7 separate regions of the Mus musculus genome follow, and regions 2, 3, 4, 5, 6 and 7 are each linked to region 1. A link is a contact called in public Hi-C, HiCAR-type and HiChIP or PLAC-seq data. All regions are on one chromosome and are shown on one strand. The core of a region is the stretch at or near the end of the contact, and the rest is flanking DNA. Distances in the headings are between cores, read along the strand shown. Region 1 holds the start of Ddx1 (DEAD box helicase 1). Region 2 holds the start of Cyria (CYFIP related Rac1 interactor A). Region 3 overlaps Cyria (CYFIP related Rac1 interactor A). Region 4 overlaps Cyria (CYFIP related Rac1 interactor A). Region 5 holds the start of Lratd1 (LRAT domain containing 1). Region 6 holds the start of 4921511I17Rik (RIKEN cDNA 4921511I17 gene). Region 7 overlaps Gm34489 (a long non-coding RNA gene).

Region 1 (4,157 bases), core at 1,124-3,623:
TTTCATTTAAACCACCACAGTCTTGTTTCTGACCCATAAGTAAGGATAAAGTGTAGTTTCCTCAGGCAATGCCTTGCTACTCTTATTCAGTCCTGCTTAAGGGGCATGGAATAGAAACACTCTGATAAGACCCAGGGTGTCCCTGTCTTTGGAAATGAGACCAATTAAACAGGCATTCAGTATCATTTTCATAAAAATGTAAATAATGCAAAATATAAATGTGAATATTAACCTCTGGCAGAGCTGTTGTGAGGTCTGCTTAAATTCAATTAAATTCAACATAAATGAAACACCGGTAAATGTAGATGACAATAATTTATTATAATCAAGGAGCTACTCAATGATCAGGGCTGCAGAACAGACTCAGGAGCTGAACTATGACCCGGAAGAAACCCTGCAGAGCATATTTAAAGGATGAAACCATGAAGCAAAGGAGGGCACTGTGGGCTATAGAACTGTTCAACTGTATTTTGACAAAAGGAGTTGATCACGGGAGTTTTTGTCTATCAGAAGTAGGTTTCTGGGCCTGGGAACATGAACTTAGTTTGACCCTGCCGGCAAGAAGGAGAAGTTGTCCTTGAGATGTCCAATTCATACAACTGTTCCCTTACAAGTTGTCCCTGGAGTGTCTGGAGTCAGATAACTGTTTCCTTGTAATAGAAGCAATTCAGCTATTGGGAAGTCCCAAGCTCATCTCGGGCCTAGGGCCTTGAACTTAATTTCTATGATTAAATGGAGTCAAAAGTGAAATGGTAGTACTTAGAATACATTTCTTTTGCTTGCTTCTAACAGTGGGAAGCTGCAGGCCTAAATGGATTATCCTTTTCCTTTGGAGCTTCAGATCAACACTGTTACATGTAATAATGATAATTAGAACAACATATACATTATTACTATGCATAATAGAACAGCAAATATACTTCTAAGAGCTTTGTGTCAGGTCCCAACGACCCTGGAACAAAAGGCTAACTGTGGTGTCGCATATCATAGCTCACAATGGCCTCTCAGCTCACTCAGCACCTGTGTTTCCTCTCTGCTCTTCTCACCCTGCCCCCCTCCTACCCTAAACCTCTCCAACCCAGGGGCTTCCCTTCCCTCCCCCAGCTTCTAAATCAACCCCTGCCGTTTTAGCTATGTGCTCTGCCATTTTAGCCATGTGCTCTCCTGGTTCTTCTTCCTCTCTTGGCTTGCTTGGTTCTCTTGGTCTTTCTTGCCTTCTTGGTGTTCTTGGTTCTCTAGATCCCTTCTTGCCCTTCTCTCTTCTCTTCCTCTCTCACTGTCCCTCCCTCTCTCCTCTCATGGCCAAGTCTATTCTGCTGGCCACCTTCATGCCACCATTTTTTCTACTCTGGACTTTTCTAGATGCTTCTGACTGTATTCTCTACCATATCCACAACAAAACCCTTCTTCTTAACTATACCTTGGAGCAGGCATGCCCTATTTCCATCCACTTTATGTATTTTACTTAATACTCACCACGAGCTTATCACATATCTATCCATCATGATATATCCATTCATGTTAATATTTATCATCTATTTTATAGATGAATGAACTGGAGCGCAGAGAAGTTCTACGATTTTAGGATCGCACAGCTAGCCTGTAGCAGGGCTAGAATTCAAACCCATGATATCTGTCTCTCAAGTTTGTGCTTCTAGCCCTAAGTTGCCTAAAGGTTTCCTGTTTCTCCCCAATTTCTGGACAGGCTACAGAGAGCACAGAATGGTCCTTAGAGTTAGGTAGATCCCCGATTGCCATTGTCTGTGGCATTACATAATCTATTAACATTCCCGAATCTTAGTTGTTTATCTGATGACTCCAACACACCCCTTACATAGTATGGAGATGAGCCATAATCCCTTTACTGATCCAGCTCTCTAAAGGGAGGGGGTACTTAAAATAATTTGCCTGTCACGCCTGAAATGTCAGAGCTACATTAAACATGGTTGAATGAAAGGAACATATACCACTAATTTTTCCAATAAAAATATTTAACAGGTCCTGTGGGTTACGAACACTCGCTAGTCTTGGTTGGCTGGGCAATGAATTCAATGTATTCTTAAGTCATTCCCAAACTGCTTGGCTCTGCTCATCCTTGTGAGATTGAAGTCAGAGGGCCCAGTTTTACTATCAGGACAGCCTGATCCATTGTTTGAGATCTCAGTATCACACGACTTCCTCTGGGTACATCGTAACTCTGAAGATGGATATCAATAACAGGGCTTGGCTATTAGGGAAAGCAAAGTCTACAGGCCCTGAGTGAACCACCCGGAGGGTCTTTTCGTCCTCGGAACCTTTCTCCTGGGTCTGTATCCTCGTCCGGAATCGGAACACCGAAGAGCTCGAGCCGGAAGCGCGCGCCGCCGCGGCCCCGGCGTGTCTGGAAGGAGGGAATCGCCCGGGCCCGCAGCGGAGGAGTGCGGGAAGATGGCGGCCTTCTCCGGTTCGTTGTGGGAAGCTAAAGGGTTACGAACGAGTCGCCTCGACCCACAGGGAGCGGGTGGAGTGTGCTGCTGTGGCAGTGGGGTCGGTGGGATGGTGGGAGAGCTGTCTCCGCCTGGGGCCCTGCGCGGTGGGGCAGGGACGGTGGGTTCAGGCCGGGCTTTTCCCCGCCGGCAGCGCCCGGGAGTCTTTGCTAAGCGGCTTCTCCTTCCTCCCTTCTGCCTTCGGCTTTCCCGCCGAGCACTCACCTGTCGCGTCCCGTGGCGTCTGCGCTCGCCTGGTCCAGTTTTCTGCCTCTCTGACGTGGCGGTGACTGTTGGGAACCCTTTTCTGTCTCGGGTCCTGGCCAGGATGAGCAGCCGCTGAGCGTGGGGGAAGGGGACATTTGGGGCAAAGATGATGTTGTCCTGCTTGGATTTATCCCCCTAGGTCTTTACAAAATAAATAAATAAATACATGAATACATAAAGCTGCTGATAGTAAAAATGATCGGCATTCGGGAAGCTGGACACTTCGAGAGTTAGCATTGAATGGCAAAGCTAAAGAAAAATATTTTTTTCCTCACGGACTAAATATAATTTTTGAGAATTAGTTACTTGCTTTGTGATACCAAACAGGATTTGGGATGGGGTACTGAACCCACCAGTTAATATTTCTTGTTTTCTCTATTAACCTCTTACCACCCACACACAATTTGGAAAGTTCCAACCAGCCTTGAATATACTAAATATCGTCTTTCCTTCTCAATACATACATATGTGCATATGTACATAAATATATACATATATATGTACACATACACATATGTAAATGAACAGATAAAATTAAATGTACTATCTTTTTGTGTTATTAACCTATTTAAACGACATTATACTATTGTTGGCTGTTTCCTTTTTCTCCTGTAAGAATATCAGGAATTCCAAATCTCAGGCTTCAGGGGAAAGCATTTCTTTTAAAGTCACTTCTGAGAGGAATTCTGTCACTTAACACAATTTTTAGCCCCGAGATCTGTCAGGGGGTTGTAGGTCATTGTTTTATAGGCACACATTTTTGGGAGAAATGCACAAATTTAAGGACAAGACAATATTCTGATATGAACAAAAGTAGAAGAATTTGAATATGTATCTGTTTCTCCTTAAAGAGTTTAACTGTTAAACTGTGAAAGACAAGTTTTCTGTAGAAAATAGACCTAGCAAATGACCAGGATCCTGTAAGATACAGCCTAAAATTTGCCAAGCAATTCGTGGTTGCTGTTTGTGACAGTCTTGCACGCACCTTGCAATATTCTGTGTGTAGCATATTTTAGACCATCACTTTCTTTTTTTTTTTTTTTTTTCTACATTGCTATTTATATCTCCATGTCAGGGGAACAGGGGTCTTTCCAAGCAGAGGTCAAGTCAGCTTGCTAGAGTTGGTCCTCTCCCACCTTGTGGGACCAGGGACTTGGGTCTTCAGGCTTGGTGGCAAGTGCCACTGAGCCTGGCCCATTGCCCCCCTTTTCCCAGTAGTTTTCATTCTAGGAGACAGAATGTAACTAGACTCTTAACTGGCATAGTTGTTAGGCAAGTCAATCTTGTTGTTCATCTTTATGGCTCAATTAGTTTGTCTGAGCAAGGGAAGGTTTAGCATCTACCTATAACTGATTTCACTTGAATGATAAAATGGCAGAACACTCAGGAACTGCCTACGCTATCCATTTATGACCGACCTTTATG
Region 2 (4,157 bases), core at 656-3,155, 990 kb after region 1:
GTGACTACCCTTCATTGATCAAATCTGAGAGCTGACTGTGTGCTCACATCAACAGGAGCCCATGGGAAACAGCTCACTTGCTCTGAGATTACTTACCTCAGATGCAAAGTGAGAGATGGGGGCTACCCTTCCCCTAGAACACTAGCTCCCCAGTGAGCTATCACAAGTGTTTGACATATCCAGAAGGATGCTACCAAACGGGATGCTACTGTCCCCTCCTCAAAGCTTGAGAGCAAGAAAGTGCATGGTAGCTTTATCCCACCCCTGCTTGTTCAGTATTCTCTCCTCACAGGAGCTAGGGGCCCACAGGAGGTGAATTCTGCCAGCCCCCAGCCTGGGCCCAGTGCCCATGTTTATGACTGTTTATTTCAGAGCAAGTAGAAAGAAGAAATTAGAGCCATAAAAGACAGGACAACAGACCAATAAAAACCAGCTCCCAGAAGAGTCAGGGGGAGGAAGAGGCAAAACTGTCACCATAGCAACACAAGACAGTCAGAAACAGGCAGGAAAAACAGCCCCTGGTCTGCCTCCTCTCTTCACACGAAGCCCTCACAACCAGTGTGTGAAATTTAGTCTGACTGGGAACAATCCTAACAGGCTGGTCTTCCCAAAGCTGAGGCCTGGCTAGGAGCCACCCTCCTCTTGCTGCTATGCACAGGTTCTCAAACTGCATGGTGCTAACCCAGCTTTCCCTGAGCCCTGGAGACTCAGCACTGTGCAGATAGCATGGGACAATCTGGAAGAGGTGATGATTGGTCAGAGTAGGGAAAGTTTCTAATAAGAAAACCACTAGGCTTCAGGGGAGCCCTATGAGCCTGGGGTTCTCTAAGAAGTAGGCAGGTAATCACCCGCATAGGAGGAGAAAGCATGCCCAGAAAAACTCAGAATGGTGGTTCTATCAGTACTGGACCCTTCCTCTTCCAGTAATGGCTGACAGGATTCTGGGGATCGTCACAGAGATGTAGGTTGGGGGCGAGGGTGAGAGCTTTAGCAGATTTAAATGGCAAATGCCCTAGACCTCGTCTCTGGGGACATAGGCCAAGAAGTTTAACAGCTTGGAAAAGGAATAGGGGACAGGCTGGCACATTTTTGTCAAAAGGTGTTCTTGCCAGTCTCTCAGCTGGCAAATAAGACAGGTGTGTCTACAAAAAAGCATGGCTGGCCTGAGACCAGTGCCTCGGGAAGTGGGTCAAATTGTTCCCGAAGCTCCAGCTTGGAAAAGTCTCCTCCTGCTGGACTCTAGTTAGGAGTTCTGGCATGAGGGGGAGTGAATACCGCGGAGGCGAGGAGGTCCTAGGCACAGCAGTTTGCCTGCTGGCTAAGCACCTCTGTGGCAGGTGGCAGCAAAAGGGTACAGGTGTGCAGGGGCCAGAACAGGCTTCATCCACGCTTGGGGCTACAGAAATATGGGGAGCAGAGGCATGGCCCTGGCAGGGGAACCCGGAGGAGGTAGATCGCGGGTCTCCTGAAGAATAGCTTTGGAGATGAAGGTTCGGGGGAGGGGCGGGGGGGTGGCGGTAGGGGTGGGAGTGGTTGAAGGGTGAAGGGACTCTTCTGGAAAAGAAATAAAATCAGGAGAGAGACCCGGAGAGAGGGAGCAATGGACGCACAGACCTCTGTGTTCGGGAACCAAGAAGAACAGTTCAAGACCGAGTCGTGAGCTAGCTGCCTCCCTCCCTCGCCCGGGGCTGCAGGGCGTCGCGAGCCGGACGAAGAGAGCCACAGTCGCCCCGCTCCACCAAATCCGGCGCCCGGGAGGCCCTTGTGCCTCCGCAGCGCCTTTCCCTGCCAGTCCCAGCCCGCGATCCCTGCCGCGCCCCAGCCGAGTCCGCACCACGCTCACCGGAGTCGCAGCCGCTGTCGCCGCCTCGTTCCTGCTCGGCCGCCCGCTCCGCTGCTGTGGATGCCTCTCCGGCGGCAGCCTCAGCCCGAGAGTCGACTTCCAGCCCCGCCCCGCCCCGCCCACGGCCCGCCCCACGGCCCGCCCGCCCCTCCCTGGCTTTGGAATCCCACCCTGCTGTCACCCGGAGGGCCGGTTCACTTCTAGCCAGGCTAGGCACTAGGATCTGCACCCAGGAGTTAGCACTGTACCTCCCAGCTAATGTTAATACTCTCTGCCTGGACCACTTGTCTTGCTATTCACTAGGAGGCCTAAATTCCTTCATTACCCACTTTTCCCCTCAGACAAACAAAATACAAACAAAACACCCCCAAAGACACACTCTCCATAGGCCACTGGCATACACTCACACTGATACTAGTGCTCCCCCTCCCTGGCCCCAGGTTACTTTGGATGGTGAACCTGCTTGCTCTCACACTTCCCTTGCCTGTCCTAGTAACACACGCCTAGCTTTAAAGGCCACCGTTATTGAATGTGATCCCAAAAAATGTCTTCCCAAATGATGCCTAGCCTATGAAATGCAACGGTCTTCTAAACAGTGAATTTAAAATTCTGCGAGGTAAGGAGAAAGTAGCTTACAGCTCTCATTGTCACAGATCATTGTTTTAAAACATCTGCCGAGGAGGTTTTGTACAGAAAGGGAGATTCCGGAAGCCCAGAGGACCGAGCTGTGCCAAACAGGTTGTGAGTCAGAGCCCCTGTATGTGTGTTTGCCTTGCAGATACCTAGGTTGGCTGCTCTTTTTCCCAGTCAGCCAACCAGAGAAGATCATTATACAATTTATACAGTATTAAACCTTCACAGTGTGTCAGGCCTTGTGCTGACAGCCATGGCTTCTTTGGGTAGTGAGTTTGTGGGTTGGGAACAGGAGGAAAAGCCTGGGGCTCCAACAGTGGAAGGTGCTTCAGGGAGAGCATTGCTCTATCCCCTTGCTTGAGGCCAGTATGAGTCCCCATGACAAATTTACTCCGCCTAAGTCTCCTGAGGCTCTTGATAGTCTGCGTTTCTGACAGGCTCCCAGGAACTGCTTAGCAGTAGAGTGTTTGGTTCAGTTTTGGCAAGAATTCAGACAGGATCTAGACAGGCACAGTCTAGTTAGAATAATATAGTCTCCTACATGGAAATGGTCCTTGGGTTGCATAAGTTTCTCAAGCTCCCTGCCCCCCACCTGTACTCATCTTATTTTTTGTCCATCTGAAGACAGTTTATTTTATGTTATTATGGCTCTATTAGAATTTTTCTTGCCATGACCTTAGCTTTGATTTGTTTGTCTGAAACACACAGACACAGATATACACAAGTAGACACATACACAGACATAGATACACACACACACATACACACACACATACACACACACATATACACACACACACACACATACACACACACACACATACACACACACACACATACACACACACACACACACACACACACACACACACACACACCTCCGTTGCACCTTTTCTCCTTTACTTATCCTGTCTGCCTTCAACTTTGGCCAGGCTTTGGGGAGGTCATGAATGAATCAGCCCCAGATAACAAATTGATACCTGGAATACTATATCATCTTGGAAGCTGAGCAGACCTTTCCATCTCTAGGAACACAGCTCATGTTGGTGAGTAGAGATTACTTGGTGTGTGCGAGTTCACTTTAGCACACTTGGAGGCGGCTTCTGTCTCAGTAATTGAGGGATACCTGGGTAGTATTGCTGAGTCCATTACGAAATAATAGGGCTTTCTAATTATCAGTGTGGAATTTAATAATTAAGTGTTTCTTAAGACACAATAATCAGATGAAATAGTCTTTCAACTTTATCAGTAATGCTAATGACAAGTTCAGAAGCTGTCATAATAAAGATTACAGTGAAATTAAACTGTCAATTAGGGGCAGGTGAGTTGAGACTTTGTTTTGGGTGGTATTCATTCACAGTATATACTGGTTCACATGAACTGAGCTTACTATCTAAATTCAACTAAATTCAAGAACATCCTTTTTGAGTGGTGGGTTTTTGTTTTGTTTTATTGTTGTTTTGATAGACTACATCAACTAAATTCCAGGAACTGTACCAAGGGATGGCTGAGGGCTTGTTCCAGGCCTTTGATATTCTGTCAGACCAGGCTATAACAAGGTGGAACAGGAAGGAGGATGGAATTAAAATGTTGCCGCATAGACCTGGAATAGAAGAAATTTACCATAAGACCAGAAGCTTCAGGGCGTCTTGTTAAATGCTGAGAGTCTTGTTAAATGCCC
Region 3 (4,157 bases), core at 658-3,157, 950 kb after region 1:
GGCTCGAAGGAGAAAACGGCATCTCTCAGAATCATCAACTTGGGAGTCAGATCCAGCCTGGGAATTCTGACTCTGGCAACTTGAACTTTTTTTTCCTTTTTTTTAATTAGGTATTTTCCTCATTTACATTTCCCAACGCTATCCCAAAAGTCCCCCATACCCACCCCCCAACTCCTCTACGCACGCACTTTTTGGCCCTGGCGTTCCACTGTACTGGGACATATAAAGCAATGCAGCCTCATGGTCAAACTGACAGAAGAGTGGCTGCTGGCTCTGAACGGGAAGTCTTTTACTGTCTGTGTGTATGCATACACATGAGGACACCTGTGTGCACAGGTGTGTGTGTGTGTGTGTGTGTGTGTGTGTGTGTGTGTGTATACATGTTTGTGGAGGCCAGAGGTTGACATTGGGTGTCTTCTTCAGTCAGTCTGGCCCTTAGATACTGAGGCAGGGTTTGTCACTGACCTCTCAGCTCACCTAGTTGGCTAGTCTCTCTATAGTCAGCTTGCCCTGAGGATCCCGTGTGTCTGCCTCCTGAGCACTGGGATTGATGAGGTCACAGTGCTTGTGCAGCCGAACGTGAACACTGAAGATCTGAACATAGGTCTTCACACTTGTACAGCAAGCATGTCACACACTGAGACACGTTTCAGCTCCCCTTTAAAAGCAGAGTTCACACAGGGAGGTGATGCTTTCCACAGACTGCGGTTTTTGTAGCTTTTATGGTTTTACCATGAAGAGACTAAATTGGTAAAACAGTCCACTGCAGCTATGTGGCTGGGATGGTGCCCATGTTTCTTGTTATAAAAATATTGTTATGAAAGACTGTGAAACAGGGACACAGCAGTAGGTGGCCTCTGCTTTTTAGTGGCAACAATTCTCTCCCTCTCCCTCCCTCTCTCCCTCCCTATCTTGCAGAAGAATAGGGAAAGTTATGGACGTGTTCCTTGAGTACCAATTCTTAAAAAGATTTTCTGACCTGCCAGTGAATTTGACCAGACACCCTTCTACACAGAAAATGGGCGGAAAGAAGCCGTGCAAGTATCTAGCACCTAACATTTGCTAACCAAATCCTATCTGCCAGGCATACCATGTGAATTCTACACAGATGTTTCCCCAACTTGGCTTAAAACTGTCCTAACTAGGTACCATGAACTCCACTTGTCCAAGCAACCAAAACCATGAACTTTTTACAGCTACATCTGCTGAGGCATGAAGAAAGTGCACTGTAGAACAAAAGATGAGTCCAACCTGCACAGGGTTTCCTTGAACACACACACATGCAAACACACACACACACACACACACACACACACACACGCAAACACACATAAACACACACACACGTACACATACATTGCTATAAAATATTGTTATGAATGACTGTGAAACAGCGACACAGCAGTAAGTGGCCTCTGCTTTTTTACAGACACACATGCATACACACATATATATGCACATGCATACTCACACACAAGCAAGGAAAGAGGAGGAAGACTAACTGGGAAGAAGAGAAAAAGGAGTGTCACCAGTAGAGGGAGGGGTTAAGAGAAGGAAGCAAGTATGGTCAAAAGTTAAAATATGGAAAAGAAAGAGAAACAGGGCCGCACCTGACTCTCAGATCTTGGTGTCCATATCAACGGAATTACAGTTATTGGGGTGAAAAATCAAAAGTTGTCTATGTAGTCATTGTCTTCCTCAAATGTAGGACACAGTGCTTTGGAAGCTGCCTGTGTTCTAAAGACAGGGAGGAGTATTCTTACTAGGTTCTGTTTGGGACAGGGTGGAGGGGATTTTGAAAGCCAAGGGTGACTGCCCAGCTCCCTGCCTGCCTGCCTGCCTGCCCCAGGAGGCTGGACTCCTAGCCTCAGCTCTGAGCAGCTGCAGCCAGAGGGCACCACAGGAAATTATGATTATCAACGCTCTGGGCTCTGTTCCTGTTCTCAGACAGCGGGGGACATGCCAGGAGAGATGGGGTGGGGGCGGAGAAAGAGGAAGAAAAAAACAGGAAGTGAAGTGGGGGTAGGAAATGATAGAGAAAACAGCTACTTTGAAACGCCCTCTGTGAGAGAGTGTTTTCTGAGCAGACTTGTGGAGCTGGGACCTGTGTTTTTGGAAAATAGGGTGTGGTGTAAATGAGGAAGAGGGTCCTGTGGGTGGGTGCCCATAAATTTTATTTCCAGCACCACAGCCTGGCCTTTCCAACACAAAGCCGGGTGTAAATGCTAAAGAAAGTGAATTTCCAAAGGGTTGGAGGACAAGGCCATCTCCTCTTGGCAAAGCCTGAGAGATCAGGTGAGCCATGGAAGGTTCTAGAAACAAAAGAGAAGCTGTTGAGTCACCAGAGCTTTCCCATGTCACCACCATCTGTTTTCTCTCTCAGCCACTTTCAAATTACTAGTCGTTCAGAAGGCCTAAGTGAATCTCATTCACCCAACGTGGATGGGCTATCTTCATCCAGATAACCCAGAGGGTCTCCACGGCATGGCTAAGACCCTGCTAGGATGTCTCCTACCCATTTTGTTGACTTTGATACTCACAGAGGCCTCCAGAGCTTCCCCATGTCCAAATACACATCATTAAACATGACATCACCTGCTGATGGCTCAACCACCTCACAAAAATAGCTCTATTATATAGAGGAGGGTCAAGAGGCCCACTGCTCCCTGAGGGACTGTTGGTAGCTAATGGTTACTGCTGAACAACTGTCATCCAGTCACTACTGAGGTTGTTCATGATTCAATAAATGACACCCCCCTCGTGCTCTTTATAAAGAACCCTAATTCAAACCAGGTCTGTCTCTGAATCTCTCTGCCTGACTCTCTTTCTGTTCCTCTCTGTCTCTGTCTCTCTGTCTCTCTGCCTGTCTGTCTCTGTCTCTTTCTCACACACACACACACACACACACACACACACACACACACACACAGACTTAAGTTTTAGCATTTCTCTTTGTTCTCACACGGCACCATGACTGAGCAGAGAATGCAGAACCCTTAACAAACAAGGCGACATGTTCTACCACTCCTTGGTTTCTCCTAATTGGCTGTGCATCAGCAAAGCTAATAAAAAGTACAGTCCAGACTTAGAGAAGGCACTTCACTGGGAAGCTTGTGTCTCTGTGGCTTTTGTTGCCATCAACCTGGCTTGGATCCATTGGCTAGCATTTGGGTAACAAGGGGGACTGAGTGCTCTCATTATGGCCCCATCGCCTCTTTTTTTCCCTAGATATGATCACAAAGACCCAGTGAAAACTGTTTCAAGGTCTAACAACAAATGGCCTTCTGGGAATCTGTCCTGGATGCTGTAGATCATTTTTTAAAATATTCAAACAAACATGGAATAACACAGAGTAAGCCTATCTGTGTAAGGAATCCAAGCTCTTTGAAGTGGTAGCTCAAGGTAGGCGGCGAGAACCAAATATCCACAGGGAGAAGTGAGGAAAGCAACACTAAACTCATTGTCTCCAAAGCAATACGACCTAGCAGCCTACCATACTCATCTGCTTCTGCCCCTGGGATTGTAGATACCGTGGCAGCCTATGGCATCATTGGAGAACAGGATGGCTGCTCCACCCCCACCCCACATAGCACATGGTGAGCAGAAATGTGTTTCCCAATACCACAGCCTTTGTTCAGCTTGAAAGACCATTTATTTAACAGGGGAAGCCCAAACCCAGATATGTGAAGAGCCCCGGAACCAAGGCTTGCCAGGTCATCTACTGATGACATCCAATGTAGTGACCTCTCACATCACCCCCTCCTGCCTATCCACAGAAGGAGCTGGGGGACAGCTTCTGACAGCTGTTTGTCTTCTACTCTTGAGAATCTGTGGTGGCAGAACAGGGCAGGGGCAAAGTGAGGTAAGAGGAGAAAGATGATGAGTCCAAAGGCCTGAGAAAATACAGGCCTGGACCAGCATGGGAGTGGGCTCCTTCAAAATGCCAGTCTCTGAAGCAGAAAGAGGACTCCAGTCCAAAGGGAGACATTTGACATCTTTCCCACAATAGCAGGAGTGGGGACATAACAGTGCGAAGAAGGAAAGGACAGAGACAGACTTGCTGTGTCTCAAGCTTTGATTATACACCTTGTCACCCCTAAAATTGCAATGTCATAGAAATCCTGTAAGTTTGGCACTGCTTTTGTCCCTTTTATAAT
Region 4 (4,157 bases), core at 939-3,438, 930 kb after region 1:
CTCTGTGTGAGTGTGAGTGTGTGTGTGTATGTAAATGTGGGAACCAGTACCATATTTCTCAGGCTCCATCACCTTGTTATATGACACAAGGTCTCTGACCTGGAGCTTGCCAATAGGCTGGGTTGGCTGGCCAGCCTGCCCCAGAATCCACCTATCTTGGCCTCACACTGGGTCACAAGCATGCACCACCCCATCTGTCTTCTTCACTAGTATGTGAGGATCAGACCTAGGTCTTCACACTTTACATCCATGTCCCCCACCTCACCCCCAATCTTTTCTTGGGGTTTCTAGCTTCCTGTCAGGAGGCGCAACATGAGCTAAGCAGCAACCGTGCAGGGAAAGGTAGTACCATAGGAAAGGGTCTCTGAGACCCGAAACATTGCAGAAGCATCAAAACATTTTCAAAAGCCATTCATTGCAAATACTACAGTCCCAGAAACATTAGCGCTCCATTGAGTTTGAAGAATGTAGAATCCCCAAAGTACTGAAATCTCATTTGAGAATTTAGAATCGAAAAAGGGTCTTTGCCCCTGAAAGGAATAATCACATTGATTTGAAACCCTCTTTCCCACAAACAAAACTAATGTTTTAAGGTTAAAAACCCTGGCATGAGCCCTAAGCAAGCTGTGCAGACCGGGCAGGGCAAGCCCAGGAGAGGGAAGGGGGTTGGGAGCTGAGCTGGCAGCTGTGTGTATGGGACCTGGGGCTACTTCCTGAGTGAGACCCCAGGATGCAAGCAGGGTCAGGAATCAGCAGGGCTCAACAATGGCTATTTCAGCACAAATATTTCAAGATACTGTGGTGTCCTAAAAGCCCATAAACTTGGTCCAAAGCTTCCTTCTAAATTTCCAACCCAGAAGAGCTCATAGAAATATGAACCTGGCACACGATTCTGCCTCCTTCTTGCTTCTTTTTCTCTGTGCTTTCTTTGCCACTGGCACCCTATCCCCTCAGCCTGTGAGGGGCCTAACTTAGCAGCCAAAACACCCTCAAAGACCCCTACTCCCACCCCCAGCCCCAGCCCCAGGCAGAATTAGCAATCTTTCTTGCTTTGCATTTTAAAGAGGCTGTTTCCTATGCATTTGCAGCGAGTTCTTCATTTCAGTAACACCCTGTCTGCACCCGTGCATCATGCATGGGTCCAGACAGACAAGCGCTTTACTGGCATGCTCTGAAATGGATCAGATATACTAGCTATGTAGCCTCTGAAAATAAAGGCAATGGCATTCATTACAAACAAACCCAACAGTCACTGTTAAGAAAGAGTGGGAAAAGCCAGGCCTTTTATCGCAGCACTGGGGAAACAGAGGCAGGAGGATCTCTGAGTTGGACGTTAGTCTGGTTTACAGAGTGAGTTTCAGGACAGCCAGGTTACGCACGCGCACATGCACACACACACACACACACACACACACACACACACACACACACACACACACACACGCACGCACGCACGCACACACGCACACACGCACGCACGCACGCACGCACGCACGCACACGCACATTACCGCCGCCACCACCAAAAACCAAGCTCTGTGAGGGTAGCGGAGTCAGGGGAGGTCAGATCAAACAAGCAAGCAAACAAACAAACATCCTAAAACAAAGGGTAATCACTTTCTGGAAATACTTCGAGTTTTGGAGCCTACGGGGAGGAGGGAGGGGGGTGCCATTCTACTCTAGATTCTTGGGTTTTCCTTGTCCATAAAAAACAAAGTGTTCCCTTTCAGTTTTGACACACATAAGAGAATGTTGGTCAAGGGTCCAAGGTTGTCTTTGGACCCCTGTTCATCCCCAAAGCAAACTCTAGTTGTGTGTGCCCCCTGCTTTGCATCTGTAGGACTGCAGCCACAGGGGGAGCAAGTCCTTTTCCTTTCAGTTAAAATCTGCAGGAGCTGCTTTCGCGGTGGGAAGAAAGCCGACGCAGACCACCGCCAGGGGAAGGCGGGCGCTGAACGGCTGCGTTGGGCTCATTCACAGAGCTATTAATCATACAAGAGCCCATTTATGACAAACACAGGTCACTCCCTTTGCATGACAAGGCGGAGGGGTCCACAGAGGCCCATTATCCTCCCCCAAAACAGAGCATTGTGGGCGAAGTGGGAGAAGCCATGTGCTCACACACAAACGGACATTGTAAGGCTGTTTGCACAACCCCGTCCTGCTCCTTGCGAATTTCCTGCCAAGGAGACATTTAGATCTCACAGAGTCCGCACAGCAGACATTGCTCATTCAATATGGCTTCGGGCAGTAAGCCCCAGAAGCCCGGTGCACGGCTCCCTCTGCTGGCCATATCTGGAACTGCAGGCCAGGGATGCTGAGACTTGAACCTGAAGGATGCTCAGGACCTCAATTTCTTTTTTGCCCTTTGCTGTAAAAGCTGGGTGGGTGTGAACTTTGGGAAATAGGAACCCTGCAACTACAACCGGTACTAGCTTCAGCACTTTTGATAGGTCATATAATCCTTCAAATATTGTTTTATAATCTGAATTCATGCCACTCATTTAGCTGCTCTGAGATCAAATACTAAATATCGAGTACCTGCCTGACACGTGGTGAGGGTGATACAAAGGGTCTTCTCTGCTTGCTTTCAATAGGATAGAAATGGCCACATCACTGATATGGAGTCAGAAGAGGCAAATACAATGCCTACTGGTAATGCCATCATGTTTTGATCAGAACAGAGACCTTAACTCCTGGTGTCTAGATTCTCTAACACTATTGCCATCTCTATTTTAGACATGGCATCATTGTGTGTTATGTGTTGGTGTGGACAGCTCTGTACATGTCCCTGGACACACTGCTTCACCAGCCGTTGGTGATGCCCCACCTTGGAGTAGTATTCGGATCCAGGAAGGCCCTGCAGGAAACAGCAGAGCAGCCTTTTTCTAGTTCGACAGTCTTAATCAATGCATTTCATTAACATTCACTTAACCTTTCCTGGTCTGCACTTCACTCTGAGTAACTGATGACTTCACTGCTGCCAAGCATTGAGTGGCCGTTGCCACAACTGGCATCTCCCTTAAGTCTGGCATCTCCCTTAAGACTGGCGTCTCCCTTAAGTCTGGCATCTCCGTCTGAATTCTGACCTGACTAATGGGGATGATTTCTCTTTACAGGGGGTATCTATGAGGACTCTAAATGAGATCTCTGATGACACCCCAGCTTGTAACTCACTGTGTCCTCGTCCCCTAAAGTCCACACACTGAGGCGATGCTTAGATTCTCCCAGGGAACCTAAACTTAACCCGTCCATAAAGAAAGGCTCCATTTCTTACCTTGGAACCAGCCCTTGAAGTCTTCCCTAGCTCAGTAGATGGCAACTGGGTGAGCTTCCAGATGCTCTGTAGAAGGCGCTGATGCTGACCTGACTTTGATGCATCTCATACCCCACACCCAAGCCAACAGATCCCACAGATCCTATACTCCGCACTCAAGCCAACAGATCCCAGAACTCTGCTTTTGAGACAGGTCATGTGTTCAATTCTTTCTCTCAATTACCAGTGTCTCACGCTGTCCTAGTCAGGGTTTCTACTCTGTGACAAAACACTATGACCAAAAAGCAAGCTGTGGAGAAAAAGAGTTTATTCGGCTTACACTTTGCCTCACGCTTCATCATCAATGGAAGGAAACCAGGACAGGAACTCAGGCAGGGCAGGAACCTTGAAGCAAGGGCTGATGCTGAGGCCATGGAAGGGAGCTGCTGATTCGCTTGCTCCACATGGCTTTCTCAGCCGGCTTTCTTACTGACCCCAGACCACCAGCCCAGGGATGACACTGCCCATGATGGACTGGACCCTCCCTTCTGGTTCACTAATTGAGAAAATTCCCTACATCTGGATCTTATGGAGGCACTCCTTCAACTGAGGTGCCTTCCTCTCTGATGACTCCAGCTTGTGACAAGTAGATACACAAAATCAGCCAGTGCACAGACCAAGCTGGAATCCACCATTCCTCGCCAGAGCATCCTGTGTTTCTTCCTGCACAGGTCTCCAAGCCCAAACACTCAGCTTCCTGTCCATCTAGCTACTATAGCCTTGTGCTTAAAATTAGCCTCAGTCACCCCTCAGCTTAAATCTCTCCAGGGACCTCCACGTCACTAAAAGTACTGTGCCTGCCAGAGTCAGCGAGAGCCTATGGCGTTTGCTCGCCAGCCAAG
Region 5 (4,157 bases), core at 502-3,001, 900 kb before region 1:
TTGCATGCTATGAAGGCAGACAACATTCGTGAAAATAATACAAACCTGAAGAGAAGGTGGAGGCTATGTACCTTGTAAAGAATCAGGCAGACAGCTCAGCACAGAAAGGTTGACACATTCTATGAACTTAGGCCCAATAACTAAAGTACTTGAAACACTTGCTTTTGTTGTTGCTGTTTTTCACACTGTGAAAACAAGATTTAGTCTATCAGCAAACACTGTAATTTATATAAAAAGTAAACTTTCTATGAACTTTGAGGAGGTTGTTGTTGCTGACTGACCCCAGGATATTTCCTTATTTGCTACAAAGCAGATTTTAGTGACTACCCTATAAAGGTCTGGGGGTTAAATTGCCTACTTGAACCTCTAAACACAGGGATGGTGGCCACTGTGGTCAATTTTCCTTTTGGTTACTACTGAAGCTCATTCTCTGTCAGTCATTGCCAGGGGGCCCAGAACTCAGCGGCATAGTCTGCAAGCCTAAGGCACACGTGTGCTTCAGGTTTGTAATGAAATGAAGTGGTCTGAGTTTGAATTATGGTCAACAGCTCCCAGAAGGGAAAGGAAGGGGCTATGGGGAAGGATGAGAGAGAGGAGGAGGGTGAAAGGAAGAGGGAAAGGGGAAGGAACATGGGGGAGGGGGGCGAAGAGAGAGAGACAGACAGACAGACAGACAGACACACAGACAGACAGACAATCATCTCAGAAGCCCTTCAGTGTAAAAGTGACATTAAAACCTGACCCAGAAACTCTAAGAACTCTTCCAAAGTTTAAGGCAGAAAAGTTTAGAAACTGTCTAGAATTTCCTTTTACGGAAGAAAGTCACTTTGTATCATCCAGTGTCCCTAGTGCGTTCATTCACTGAGTTCCCATCCTTAAGGACTAATGGACACTTTATCACACACACAAAACCAAACATGATTCCCTTAATTAGGACAGTTTTGGAATTGGGAAACACTTCTGTGCACTAATATCAGCTAGCATTTGAGATTCAGCCCTCTCACGGGAAACGGGAGGTTGAAGACAAAGGAACATTCAGAGAAGGTGCCAGCCAAAGCTCAGACTTTCTGGAAGCCTTTGACACCTACATGGTTCTCCTTTTAAAACCAGGCGCCGGCAATGGCGCTGGGTCAGCACTTTCACTTGGCTCAAAGGACAGGCGCTGAGCACCATCATGCAATTTCTAAGGCGGCTGTGACTGACAGGAACAGAAGCAACTGTGCGACAGCCGGGAGCCAAGCAAGACTCCGAAGTCCCATCAAAGCAACCTCAAATACGCGGTTCCTGGTTCCTAGCCACTCACAATGCCTTGGCCACGCAGAGCGTTCTTTTTTTTTTTTTTTCTTTCTTTCTTCTTCTTCTTTTTTTTTTTTTTTTTTTTCCACCCCCAAACTCAGTTTTCCTTCTGGAATCTGTCCTCTTATAATACAGAACACGAACGCGGGCGGACTGTGTTCTCAGTTACTAGGGACTCGGTTGCAAAGGAGCAGCTGGGTGTACTAGCCACGCCCCTCTTATGCTCCCCACGGGTGCTCACACCTACGCTCCCAATGCGTTGAGGCTGGGGAATGCTGGGGGCTGGGCAGGGCGGAGCACAAAGGAAACCCGCCCCTGATTCCACCCCCAGCCGAGATTGGCAGGGCTCGGGGACGAGTCCTAGCCAATGGGCGCGTTCCGGGGCGGGCCTGGAAAACGGCTGTTCAAGGGATTTAAGAGTCGTCCGCGCGGCTGTAGGAAAGCGGAGTGGAGCCAGGACTTGCCAGGTGGAGCAGACGCCCAAGCCAGCGTAGACACGGAGCGCATCCGCACCGCTCTGGGTACCTCACCTCACTGCTCGTCTCCGGATAGATCGGAACCGCAGTCCCACGCGACTCCAGGACCCACTCGCCACTGCCGCCTCCACAGCACCCATGGGGACCTGGAGACTTTAAAAGGAGTTTGGGGTTTCGGGCGCAGGGAAATCACGGGTACGGAAAAGCCGCTTTCTTTGCCTTAAAAAATGGTTTTTCTTCGTCCGATTGTGTGAATTGTGTGCTGGGTTGAAGAGAGGGGCTCTTCGGGTTGAAAGTAGACGTCTTCACACACACACACACACACACACACACACACACACACACACACACACACACACCACTAATACTCACCATGGGTTTCGCCTTGCCTCCCCTGTCTCTTTGTTAGGTTATTTTAGACAGAGCAGCCTCGCCCTGGCGCAGTCCGATTGGCTCTATGAAAAAGGCAAGCAAGGAGAGGGCAGAGTGCACCTGCCTGCGTGGGCAGGTGTGTCCCAGTGCTTGAGAGTACGCGCATTGACAAGTGTGCAGGCGTTCGTCCGGAATTGTGTAGGAATTGGGGGTAGATGGTGCCAATGTGTGGTCTCCAAGATGTTTCATTGTGGGTGTATGACATTAGCATTGTGGGTGTATGTACCAGGCTGTCAGTGCCTGGACTCCAAGTGTGCAAAATGCTGATGGCAAGTGAATGCCTGCAAACGAGTCTTGCCCTTGTGAAAGAAGCTGTCGGGGATCGGGTGTGACCCAGTCCAAAACGAGTAGGTGGGCTACAAAGGATGGCGACCACAATGTGAGCTCAGCTTGCTGTATTTCGGGCCTTGGGGCTTCTCTTGACACCCTCCCTTCCTTCTGGGTATATCACCAATCTGCCACAACCTGCGCTCTCTTCGCCCACTTGAACCTTACATGCTCTCTAGCCCGCCTGTGGTTTCTACTGTGGAAGTTACCGGGCAGGGTTCCTGGGCAGAGTCAGAGGCTGGCTGAGCTGGTATGCTGTCTATTCTGGCCCTGAGACTGGTGCCTTTTTCTGTGCCCCCCCTTTTTTCTTTTCTTTCTTTCTTTTTTTTTCCCCCCCTTTTAACCCCAGGTCGGATCTGCAAAGTTGGCTGTCGCAGGCGACTCAGTGCCGGTGGTCAGGCAAGCTGCAGGCCCCTGGGGAACTGAACGCCTTGGGGAAGGGACACCAGGAGGGTCAACCCGGACTCTGATGGTGTCTATCCTCTCTCCCTCGGCAGATCTCAGTTGCTGGCCCTGGCCTCGCCGCGTCATTGATGGGCAACCAACTGGACCGCATCACCCACCTCAACTACAGCGAGTTGCCCACTGGGGACCCATCTGGGATTGAGAAGGACGAGCTGCGAGTCGGGGTTGCCTACTTCTTCTCGGATGAGGAGGAGGACCTGGACGAACGCGGGCAGCCGGACAAGTTTGGTGTGAAGGGCCCCCCAGGTTGCAGCCCTTGCCCAGAGAGCCCCAGCCGCCACCACCACCACCTGCTGCACCAGCTCGTCCTCAACGAGACTCAGTTCTCCGCCTTCCGGGGCCAGGAATGCATCTTTTCCAAAGTGACCGGCGGCCCTCAGGGCGCCGACTTGAGTGTCTACGCGGTCACTGCGCTGCCGGCGATCTGCGAGCCAGGCGACCTGCTAGAGCTCTTGTGGCTACAGCCGGCGACCGAGCAGCCCGCGCCAGCCCCTCACTGGGCCGTCTACGTGGGCGGCGGGCAGATCATCCACCTGCACCAAGGCGAGATCCGCCAGGACAGCCTGTACCAGGCGGGCGCGGCCAACGTGGGCCGGGTGGTGAATAGCTGGTACCGCTACCGCCCGCTGGTGGCCGAGCTAGTGGTGCAGAACGCCTGTGGCCACCTGGGCCTCAAGAGCGAGGAGATCTGCTGGACGAACTCCGAGAGCTTCGCTGCCTGGTGCCGCTTTGGAAAGCGCGAGTTCAAGGCTGGCGGGGAGGTCCCCGCAGGAACGCAGCCGCCGCAACAGCAGTATTATCTCAAAGTGCATCTGGAGGAGAACAAAGTCCACACGGCCCGGTTCCACAGCCTGGAGGACCTCATCCGCGAGAAGCGTCGCATAGACGCCAGTGGCCGCCTGCGAGTGCTGCAGGAGCTTGAGGACTTTGTGGACGACAAGGAGTAGCCTCAGAGGGGCAGCTCGGCGTGCCAGTTCCCACGCCCGGAGTTCCCTTTCGGTCCCCGCAGTTCTGCACCCCATGTTCCCCTAACGCGCCCGCCCAGGGCCAGCGGCTGGAAGCTTCGGGAACTCACCACCACCCACCGCACTGGGCGGGAGCAGCTGCGCGCTCCTAAGACAACCCTGGTGTTGGTGATCATGCCAGGGTAATCCAGCCTGC
Region 6 (4,157 bases), core at 684-3,183, 860 kb after region 1:
TTTATGGAGAATGACATGCTGTGCTTGTTGATATCTTTTTATCAACTTCTTACAAGCTAGTTACCTCAAACGACAGAACCTTGATTAAGAAAATGCCCTCATCAAACTGACCTGTGAATAAGTCCTTAGGGCATGTTCTTCATTAATGATAGATGTGAGAGGGCCCAGCCTACTGTGAGTAGTGTTAAGGCTAGATAGGGGTTCCTAGGCCATATAATAATAAAATAATAATAAGACAACCATCATCATCATCACCACTACCATCATCATCATCATTTGAGCAAACCACAGGGAGCAAACAGCATTTGTTTATCTGTGAGCTCTTGCTTTGGTTCCTGCTTCCAGGTTCCTGCCTTGAGTTCCTGCCCTGACTTCTCTTCATGATGAACTATAAGGCACGGGATGAATAAACCTTTTCCTTCTAAGTTGCTTTTGGTCATAGTGTTTTATTACAGAAACAGAAAGCAAACCAAGACAAGTGCTATAATTTCCCTACATTCTTGGGCAGAGAGCAAATTGGGTTAAATTTATCATGGGTGATTCATATATTCATTTCCCATTGTGTTGAATGAAGGGATCCAGAATTCAGTGCTTGGACAGAATCATAGACAGATACATAGGTAGCTGGAGCTCCTTGAGGGGATATCTCTGTCAGCAAAGTGCTTGCCTTCAAGCAATGAGGACTTGAGTTCAACCTTCGGATCCTTAAAAAAAAAAAAAAAAAAAAAAGACAGGAATGGTGGCATAAACTTATAATCCCAGCACTGGGGAGGTGCAGATAGGCAGATGCCTGGGGTTCACTGGCCACTCATACCTGGAGAGTTCAAAGCAAACAAAAACAACACCCCACCACCACAGACACACTTGCACACACAGGGCAGTGCCTATGGTTGTCCTTCTGCTTTCACATCCACACGCACACACATAAGACAGTGCTTCCATCCTTGAAATGTTGCAGTAGCTGTTATCTGTAAGATGGCTACGAACAGAGCAGATGCTTCTGCTGCCGTGGAGTAGAGCTCTTCAGGAAACAGTCAAATGGCCACATCTCACTGTTAGCAGCACAGAGACGTAGCAGAGATCAGAATGAAACAATCTAATACGACATCCAGTATTGTTTGATGAGCAAAGTGTTGGGGTGGGGGTGGCACGTTTTTATGTCTGACAATAAAAATGTAACAAAAAAAATATTTAAATTCCATGGCAATAGAGTACAGTCACTGGCTCTCATCCAGTTTCTAGACATCAATCAATTCGCAGACTTAGAACCCACTAATTAAAGTGAAGTCGTGGCCTGGAACTCAAACTCTCTTTTTTAAAGACCTGATGTAATTCCCTCTTCAGGAATCTTCAAGGGGCCTGTGGCCTGGAGTGCCTATACTCAGGCATCTTGAAAATTGTTAAGCCAGTGGTTCTCAGCCTTCCTAACGCTCATTTAATACAGCGCCTCATGATGCGGTGACCCACAACCATCAATTTATTTTTGTTGCTACTTAGGGACTTTAATTTTGCTAGTGTTATGGATTATAATATAAATCTCTATGCTTTCTGATGGTCTTAGGTGACCCCTGTGAAAGTGTCATTCAACTTTCAAAGGGGTCCTGGTTCACAGGCTGAGAAGCGCTGTGTTAAACGCTATCTCTCAGTTGGTGCCGATTCTCGAGCTCCCTGGTAGCTGCAGAATCTTCTCATTCACCGCAGTGCTTCCGGTGAGCACAGGACAGCCGAGGGCTTCCGGTGAGCAGAGGACAGCCGAGGGCTTCCGGTGAGCAGAGGACAGCCGGGGGCTTCCGGTGAGCAGAGGACAGCCGGGGGCTTCCGGTGAGCAGAGGACAGCCGGGGGCTTCCGGTGAGCAGAGGACAGCCGGGGGCTTCCGGTGAGCAGAGGACAGCCGGGGGCTTCCGGTGAGCAGAGGACAGCCGGGGGCTTCCGGTGAGCAGAGGACAGCCGGGGGCTTCCGGTGAGCAGAGGACAGCCGGGGGCTTCCGGTGAGCAGAGGACAGCCGAGGGCTGAGCTCCAGTCTGACCTTCATGGGGCTCAGTTTGAGCAGGAACTGCCTAGTGGTTATCCCCTTCTTATCTTGAATTTAAAATTTGGCAACTAGGGACTAGAGAGGTGGCCCAGCTGTTGAGACTATTTGATGCTCTTGGAGAAGACCAGGTTCAATTCCTGGCAACTACATGGTGGTTCATAACCACCACTAACTCCAGATTCAGGGGACTGATGCTGTATTCTGACCTCCACAGGCACTGAACACATATATTCATGTGCGTACATACATGAAGGCAAAGCACTCACATAAAATAAATAAATCTAGCACTTAAAAACAAAATGACTGCTGGCTCTCTAACCCAAGGCATGAGGATGAATCTTGTAGAGACAGACAAGTAGCACGTTTGTAACTTTCCCTACCAGACAAGATAGAAAGGAGAAATACTGCCGCATAATTGCAGGGATTTATGTCACCACTAAAGACCTGAAGAAGGAGAATAGGTGTTACCCACCATATGTTCATTTAATTCAGCCAAACTCTCAGCTAGTGCACATCCATTGAACTCATCAGAACTCCTCTACAGAAGTCAGATGGGTCATGAACAGCTTCATGATGTGAATTTAGGCAGATGTTGATTGCAATTTCAGTCACTGTCCCTCGTGTGGCATTGTTATTGCAGTGAATCAACAAAGCTCCTAGGACACAATGTAAGACTATTGACAAAGACAATTCCTTTATCTCCATAGCAACTTGCAAGCACTAATACCATTAGTTGTCCTTTGTTTAGCATGGCCAAAAATAGGCTGTCGCAGTTTTGTGACAAGGCTATATCTGTTCTCCAGTCTGCCAAGTCACTTGACATTCAGCCAAACATTATACCAGTCCATTCTATTGGTAACTCTGTATTGATTAGATCTTGTGGTATGAAAGTAGTAAGTATGTTTGGACACTTAGTAAGACACGTGAAAACTGGTAAGTAGAAATAAAACTTATAAAAAGTCCTGGGCCACTACCTTGAACTTTAAAAGTGTTTTTCTTTTAATCACTATGGACCATGTCAAAATACCTACTTTAAGCAAAGAGAAGTAGAGTCACCTGTAACACTATAAGACTGAAGGTAAAAAAATTACAGGCTCACCAGCAAATTAACATTACAGTAAAAAATATTCCCAGCACCTTTTTCTTGTGATCCAACAAATCGAACCGTATTTAATTAATTGATTAATTAATCAACCTCTCCATATTGTCCTGGCTGTTCTAGAACACTCTGTAGAGCAGACCTGCCCCTGAACTCACAGAGATCCATCTCCCTCTGCCTCTTCAGTTCCAGGAATAAAGGCATGAGTCACATAGAAGAGAAGGAAGCTCTAAGGAACTTCTGAAAACCACCCATCACAGGATCACAGCAGTCTTGCAGAATTTCGAAACAAGGCTTTGGTCTGTATTGGGTGTCATTTTCCTTTTGAAACATAGCTTCTGGTTTGTTACTGGATCCTGGTAGAGACCAGGTTTCTTGTAGCCATGGGATGTTAGATAAGCATGAGATTGAGTTTGCCACTGTCAGCTAAGTACTGCCTCAGAGTGGTGCCCAGCAGAAAGTTAACAACAACAGGCCATTGTATAATTGAACAGGTTTGCACAGCTCTAGAATGTTGCGGCCGCCAGCAGCTCGCAACGTGAACGGTTCGACTGATATGGCTACTCGAGCTGAAAGAGAGGAATCTAGACGGGGCGAAAGAAGAAACGGAGCTAAGACAAATTCATTCTGATCAAAGCTCAAATTTTATCGTTGCGACACTAGTTATGAAGGAAGGGGGAGGGGACCCGATTCCTGCTGAATAATCTCTGGTCCAGTAGAAAGGTGAGCACTTGTGTGGCTCCGCAGGTTCCAGCAGTGGGCGTGGCAGAACGAATGAGCAGGAAGCTCCACCCCCGAGCAAGCAGGTTTCAGGCTGGGGGAGGCGAGACTACACTAGAAGGCATAAATGGGTCACATGGCTTGATGACTCTGCTGTCTTGTTCTCTTCTGTCCCTCAATCCATAGCCACAGACTGCTGGGGACACGTCTTTCAGGAAGAGAGAGTTCAGGTCTATCTTACAGGTGTGTCTGAACACCACACTCAAAGCCCTTTTGAGTGGAGGGCTGAGGCATTACTCATCTT
Region 7 (4,157 bases), core at 877-3,376, 820 kb after region 1:
TCCAAGGTTTCAGTCAATGGTCACTGGTGTTTGGAGGGTGGGTGGAGGGCAAACCGGTGTTCACAGTGAGGCAAGAGGTGGTAGAGGGATATATAAAGTAAATTGTCTCACTTCATACAGAAGACAGAGGCAGGAGAGAGAAATGGCCTAAGTCAGAGGAATAGGCTTCAAAGTCATCCAGTTCCTCCAGCTGGGCAGCACCTCCTAACGAGCCATTCAGTTATGACCTTGTTAATGGATTAATCCATTCATTAAGTTAATGAACTCATGAGCCAGATATTCCTCTATAAGCTCATCAGCTAGAGACTGACTTTTGCACACATGATGTCTATCAGGGAACATTTCATGTCTAAATCATAGCTGTGTGGATTTGCTGCATGGTATTATCAGGTATTTGGTCCATCAAAAACAGTTGGTAAAACTGCTTTTTGAGTTCTTGCATAAGTAACATTTTTTTTCTCCCTTATCTTTAACTGTTCTTTTCATTTATTGTTTCTTTCTTTGTTTTGCTTCCTGGATGAAGTTCCCACTTGTGTCTTACATACTTTGCATTCATCTTTTTAACTGAATGGGGCGAGTCTTCTTCACCTCACCTTCCTTTCTCCTCCAGCCTGTGAAAGGATTGTTTTCACTTGACAGCCAGGTCTAACACTCAGAAACTGTGTTATCCTAGCAATTTTTGAATTTCATAATTAAGCTATCTAACTTATCCTTGCAAACTTCCAGTTTCCTAGAGTTATATTATGGGATATTCTTTGGATAGAGGCAAATAATCCCAAGTGCTGTCTCTAGGGAAGGGTAGTTGAGTAAGTCAGATGGTTCATTAAGAGACGTCTCCGTAAGTAACTGATATCAATCATTCCTCCATCTTTGGCTTTCTACCTAGACTTCAAGTCTGAAGTCTGTTTAGAGCCCTCTGATGATTCCAACAGCACCCTCTCCTGCACTGCTTTTTCCTCTGTTTTGGTCGGACATTGACTTCACTCCAGTTACCCGGTGTCTAGAATCCATCTGCTTCTCTGCAGAAATCTCCAGTGTTCTGTTGCACCTACTTGGGTTTTCTATATTATTTTTAAAATTACATTTATGTTTCCATTATGCTAATAGAAGTCAGGAAAGAGAAGGGAGATCTATGCATGTTCAGGTCTACATCATAACCCCTGAAAGCCCTCAGTCATGTTTTAAAATGCTGTACATTTTTGAAAGGATTATCTAGCGTGTTTGGTGTTTTTTCAGGTTTTTCTGGCTGTGTCATCTGGTTGCCATAGCCAAATACCACAGGCTGAGTATCTAACAGAAATATATCTCTCAGTCTCCAGGCTGAAAAGTTCAAGATCAAAGAATCAACAGATTTGGTTCCTGGAGAAGGTCCATGTCCTAGGTTAAAGATACCTTGTCAGTCTGATTTCATTGACAGGAGTGGGAGAAGGGGGAAAGAAAAAAAAAAAAAACCAGAGACTATTTTTTTTTCTTCTAAAGCAACAGCCTACAGGGTTAGAGTTGGGCTCATATAAACGTATTTTACCTACTTTTCCCTTAAAGACCGCATCTCAAAACACAATGCCATGGAGGCTAGACCTTCAATGTTTGAGTTTTGGATAAGCCCTAACTCATTGCGTTCCGGTCTCTAATCAGTTTATCATGAAGAAACTTACGTGTAAGCATGGGTTATGTTACTTAAATACAAAATAGTAGCACATTTGACTAAAACACTAGTTTGTGGTTCCAAAAATCATTTCTAAATATAAATCATTGAGATAAAACAAAGACAAAGAACTCAATGCAGTTGAGCATAGGTGAAGTCAGGTGTCACACACACGCACAGGTATACAGGTATACAAAGCATCCATGGAGGGGACTGGCTCTCCTCCCCTTCTCCTTGTGGGTGGTAGGTCCCAGTAAATCCCTATGTGCCACTTCAAATCCATTTGCTTGGCTTCAGTCAGACTCTGATGGGCCTTATCTTATTGGCAAAGGCACATAGCAATTAAAATGGCATTGACAATCTTGTGATCTGTCTCGTGTAACAGAAAATTCAGATTAAGGGAAGATTATGCTAATGGGAGACAATCTTAGAGCAGGAAGTGCTTTTTGAAGACAGCTTGTACAGTTCCCTGACTGACATACTCTGTCTATTACATTCTGCCTAATGGTCTCCTCTTGATCATCTCCAGTAACAAGGATCCTTTAGCCTCCAGAGGCAGCAGTTTTTCTTAAACAGCACAGCTAAAAAGCTTTAAACATAGCCTCAACCTAGCTCTACATACTTCCCAGTTGTGATTACTAGCTGTGTTCTCTGTAACATACAGGGAGAATTGAAATGGCTGTCACAAGCAAGAGGAATTTATATTTTATATGCTTAACAGGACAGGTAGGAAAGACTCTTAATGTCAGTGACGGTTGTCATTTCCCTATCTAAAGTCGCTTACATTTCTCAGGCGGGTCTTTTTACAAAAAGCAAAACTGTTAAGTGAAAGCTTTAAAAATAATTCCATTACCTACCTCACAAAGACAGAGTGACAGCTGATCATTAGGAGAAGAATGTCTTCAGAACTTGGAGAAAGATGAGATTTCATCCATCATAAAGCAAGATGCATGGCAGCATCCCACCAAGGGGGCTGTTTATTGCTGGCTCACATCATCTCTGCAGTTTTGCCTCATGAGACTGGAGACAAAGAACTCAGTGCAGGTGAGCACAGGCCAAGTCAGCCTCATGGCACAGATGAGATACACCCAGTCTGAAGGTGAACAACATCCACAGAAGCAACAAGCTGGGTGTTTTTAGAATGCCTGGGACAGCAGCTGCTTCTGCAGCCTGTCAAAAAACCTGAAGACTCTAGGAAGATGGCTAAGCCCCTGTCACAGATGTTCACTAAAGGATGATGTGGGTGCATCTGAGTGCACATTCTCTCTGTCCTTGGGATGTGTCTAAGCAACACTGGCCATGTCTACATGGGACTGAGCCAGGAGAGCTGCAAAGCCATGGCCATCTGGCCTTCACTTTATCATCTCTACAACTTAGATGTCCACAGTCATTGTCCAGTCAGTAGTAGAATATATTAATATCTAGAAAATATTAAACCATGCTATACGGCACTATGCAGTATATGGAAGCTTTGCTCCTTGATACACAGAGATCTTTCTCCTCTCCCATTATAGCTTGTGCTTCTTCCTGATATGGTCCACTTCACCACCCCACACTCTCCTGCTTGTTTCTCCTCATCCATCCATCTATTCATTTATCTATCCATGCGTCCATCCATCCACCCATCCATTCTGCTCCAACGACTCAGGCATCCTCATTGTTCTTGAAAGACTCCAGGAACCCCTCCCCCCACCCACGGCTCTTTGTATCTTGCTATGGCTGCTCTTCTCCCCGCTCCCTGCAAGGACCATTCCCTCACTATGACTAGGACTCTGTCTCTCCAGGTGTGATCTCCTCTTGCATACTTTTCTCCGCTGCTTCGCATAAACTACAAGTCACTGTCCCCTTCTTTCTCCTTGTTTTGATTTTACTTCTGTATTTCTTGATCTTCAGGGAGTTTACCAAAGCTCTCACATTCTAATCAAGGTAACAATGTGTATGCATGTTACAAATGTACGCATGAACATACATAAGTATTGTACTATACAAACTCACAGACGTCCCTTGACTCCCCAATAAATGGAAGGTTCATAGAGTTACGGGACTTCAGTGAGTTTGTATACTACTTTAGCCTCACTAACTAGGAGGTACAAATATTTCCAAAAGCACAGTTTAATAACACTTGTGCTATTTATTGAAGGATGAGGAGAGTTTTCAGAGGGTAGAATGCCCCTCTGGGAGTGCAGTTCAGAGTCTACAGACATAATGGTTTGGGTTTTTTGAATCTCTGGTCTGCTTTTGCAGTACCCAACAGAACCCAAATGGTTGCCTAGCATCTGGTCTCCTGTGTTATTCACTGAGAAATCAGTTTCTAGAAGCCTGGTGCAGGCGTGGTGCTTCATTGAAGCCACACAGAAGAGAAGAGAACTACAGATGGCTTTGTGGCTTCGGAGAGGAAAAATTCACAAGACCTTTCCAGGTGGGGAAACATGGTGGAGAGTAAGTAGCCTTTCACACCTCCCCCTGCAATGGGGAGGGAATGTAAGCTGGGAGAGATCACCCTGAGAAGGAG

Evidence for each region. Hi-C and Micro-C count contacts between places; a contact is called where the count stands out from the background. HiCAR-type assays count read pairs that join an accessible place to other places. HiChIP or PLAC-seq counts read pairs in DNA pulled down with a chosen protein or histone mark.
Region 2: an H3K4me3 HiChIP or PLAC-seq map of bone marrow-derived macrophages shows a contact between it and region 1, with 6 times the contacts expected there. The contact joins the promoter of Cyria here to the promoter of Ddx1 in region 1. A contact is called at or near these places in 5 of 39 promoter capture datasets (cranial neural crest, embryonic stem cells, frontonasal cranial neural crest and 2 more), 1 of 484 Hi-C or Micro-C datasets (CD8 T cells) and 6 of 115 datasets of contacts at active chromatin or transcription factors (astrocytes, bone marrow-derived macrophages, embryonic stem cells and 2 more).
Region 3: a contact with region 1 is called in a Hi-C map of B cells, with 12 read pairs. The contact joins the enhancer-like site here to the promoter of Ddx1 in region 1. A contact is called at or near these places in 1 of 484 Hi-C or Micro-C datasets (B cells), 7 of 115 datasets of contacts at active chromatin or transcription factors (the 230-238 cell line, astrocytes, embryonic forebrain and 3 more) and 2 of 9 other capture datasets (adipose tissue and liver).
Region 4: a contact with region 1 is called in an H3K4me3 HiChIP or PLAC-seq map of embryonic limb bud, with 7 times the contacts expected there. The contact joins the enhancer-like site here to the promoter of Ddx1 in region 1. A contact is called at or near these places in 3 of 39 promoter capture datasets (embryonic stem cells, liver and maxillary cranial neural crest), 2 of 15 datasets of contacts at CTCF or cohesin (the NIH/3T3 cell line and embryonic stem cells), 13 of 115 datasets of contacts at active chromatin or transcription factors (astrocytes, differentiating embryonic stem cells, embryonic basal ganglia and 9 more) and 3 of 9 other capture datasets (adipose tissue, embryonic stem cells and liver).
Region 5: a HiCAR-type map of astrocytes shows a contact between it and region 1, with 4 times the contacts expected there. The contact joins the promoter of Lratd1 here to the promoter of Ddx1 in region 1. A contact is called at or near these places in 1 of 39 promoter capture datasets (embryonic stem cells) and 3 of 115 datasets of contacts at active chromatin or transcription factors (astrocytes, embryonic forebrain and forebrain).
Region 6: an H3K27ac HiChIP or PLAC-seq map of embryonic stem cells shows a contact between it and region 1, with 5 times the contacts expected there. The contact joins the promoter of 4921511I17Rik here to the promoter of Ddx1 in region 1. A contact is called at or near these places in 8 of 115 datasets of contacts at active chromatin or transcription factors (bone marrow-derived macrophages, embryonic basal ganglia, embryonic stem cells and 4 more) and 1 of 9 other capture datasets (adipose tissue).
Region 7: an H3K4me3 HiChIP or PLAC-seq map of embryonic basal ganglia shows a contact between it and region 1, with 5 times the contacts expected there. The contact joins the enhancer-like site here to the promoter of Ddx1 in region 1. A contact is called at or near these places in 19 of 115 datasets of contacts at active chromatin or transcription factors (the 230-238 cell line, the NIH/3T3 cell line, acute myeloid leukemia and 14 more) and 2 of 9 other capture datasets (adipose tissue and liver).

What each region holds. Positions count from the first base shown.
Region 1 is chr12:13,247,390-13,251,546 of GRCm38.p6, reverse strand. Ddx1 (DEAD box helicase 1) reads left to right here and starts at 2,373. Exons shown (of 26, transcript NM_134040.1): 1 at 2,373-2,443. The coding sequence starts at 2,428.
Region 2 is chr12:12,259,925-12,264,081 of GRCm38.p6, reverse strand. It overlaps Cyria (CYFIP related Rac1 interactor A), which reads right to left and starts at 1,905. Exons shown (of 12, transcript NM_001146119.2): 1 at 1,844-1,905.
Region 3 is chr12:12,299,846-12,304,002 of GRCm38.p6, reverse strand. The region is part of intron 1 of Cyria (CYFIP related Rac1 interactor A); the gene reads right to left. Among named protein-coding and RNA genes, the nearest start is that of Gm34407, 13 kb to the right of the region's middle. Within about 2 kb of position 1,907, at least 114 of the 459 cell types and tissues checked have an H3K27ac peak or open chromatin away from gene starts, as enhancers often do. A contact at or near this core is called in B cells, adipose tissue and liver, where this site is marked.
Region 4 is chr12:12,321,837-12,325,993 of GRCm38.p6, reverse strand. The region is part of intron 2 of Cyria (CYFIP related Rac1 interactor A); the gene reads right to left. Among named protein-coding and RNA genes, the nearest start is that of Gm34407, 35 kb to the right of the region's middle. Within about 2 kb of position 2,188, at least 94 of the 459 cell types and tissues checked have an H3K27ac peak or open chromatin away from gene starts, as enhancers often do. A contact at or near this core is called in differentiating embryonic stem cells, embryonic basal ganglia, embryonic limb bud and 2 more, where this site is marked.
Region 5 is chr12:14,149,632-14,153,788 of GRCm38.p6, reverse strand. It overlaps Lratd1 (LRAT domain containing 1), which reads left to right and starts at 1,751. Exons shown (of 2, transcript NM_029007.2): 1 at 1,751-1,967; 2 at 3,029-4,157. The coding sequence starts at 3,065. The coding sequence ends at 3,943.
Region 6 is chr12:12,390,251-12,394,407 of GRCm38.p6, reverse strand. It overlaps 4921511I17Rik (RIKEN cDNA 4921511I17 gene), which reads left to right and starts at 1,933. Exons shown (of 5, transcript NR_045829.1): 1 at 1,933-1,989; 2 at 3,320-3,432.
Region 7 is chr12:12,430,755-12,434,911 of GRCm38.p6, reverse strand. The region is part of intron 1 of Gm34489 (a long non-coding RNA gene); the gene reads right to left. Among named protein-coding and RNA genes, the nearest start is that of Gm34489, 12 kb to the right of the region's middle. Within about 2 kb of position 2,126, at least 6 of the 459 cell types and tissues checked have an H3K27ac peak or open chromatin away from gene starts, as enhancers often do. A contact at or near this core is called in embryonic basal ganglia, where this site is marked.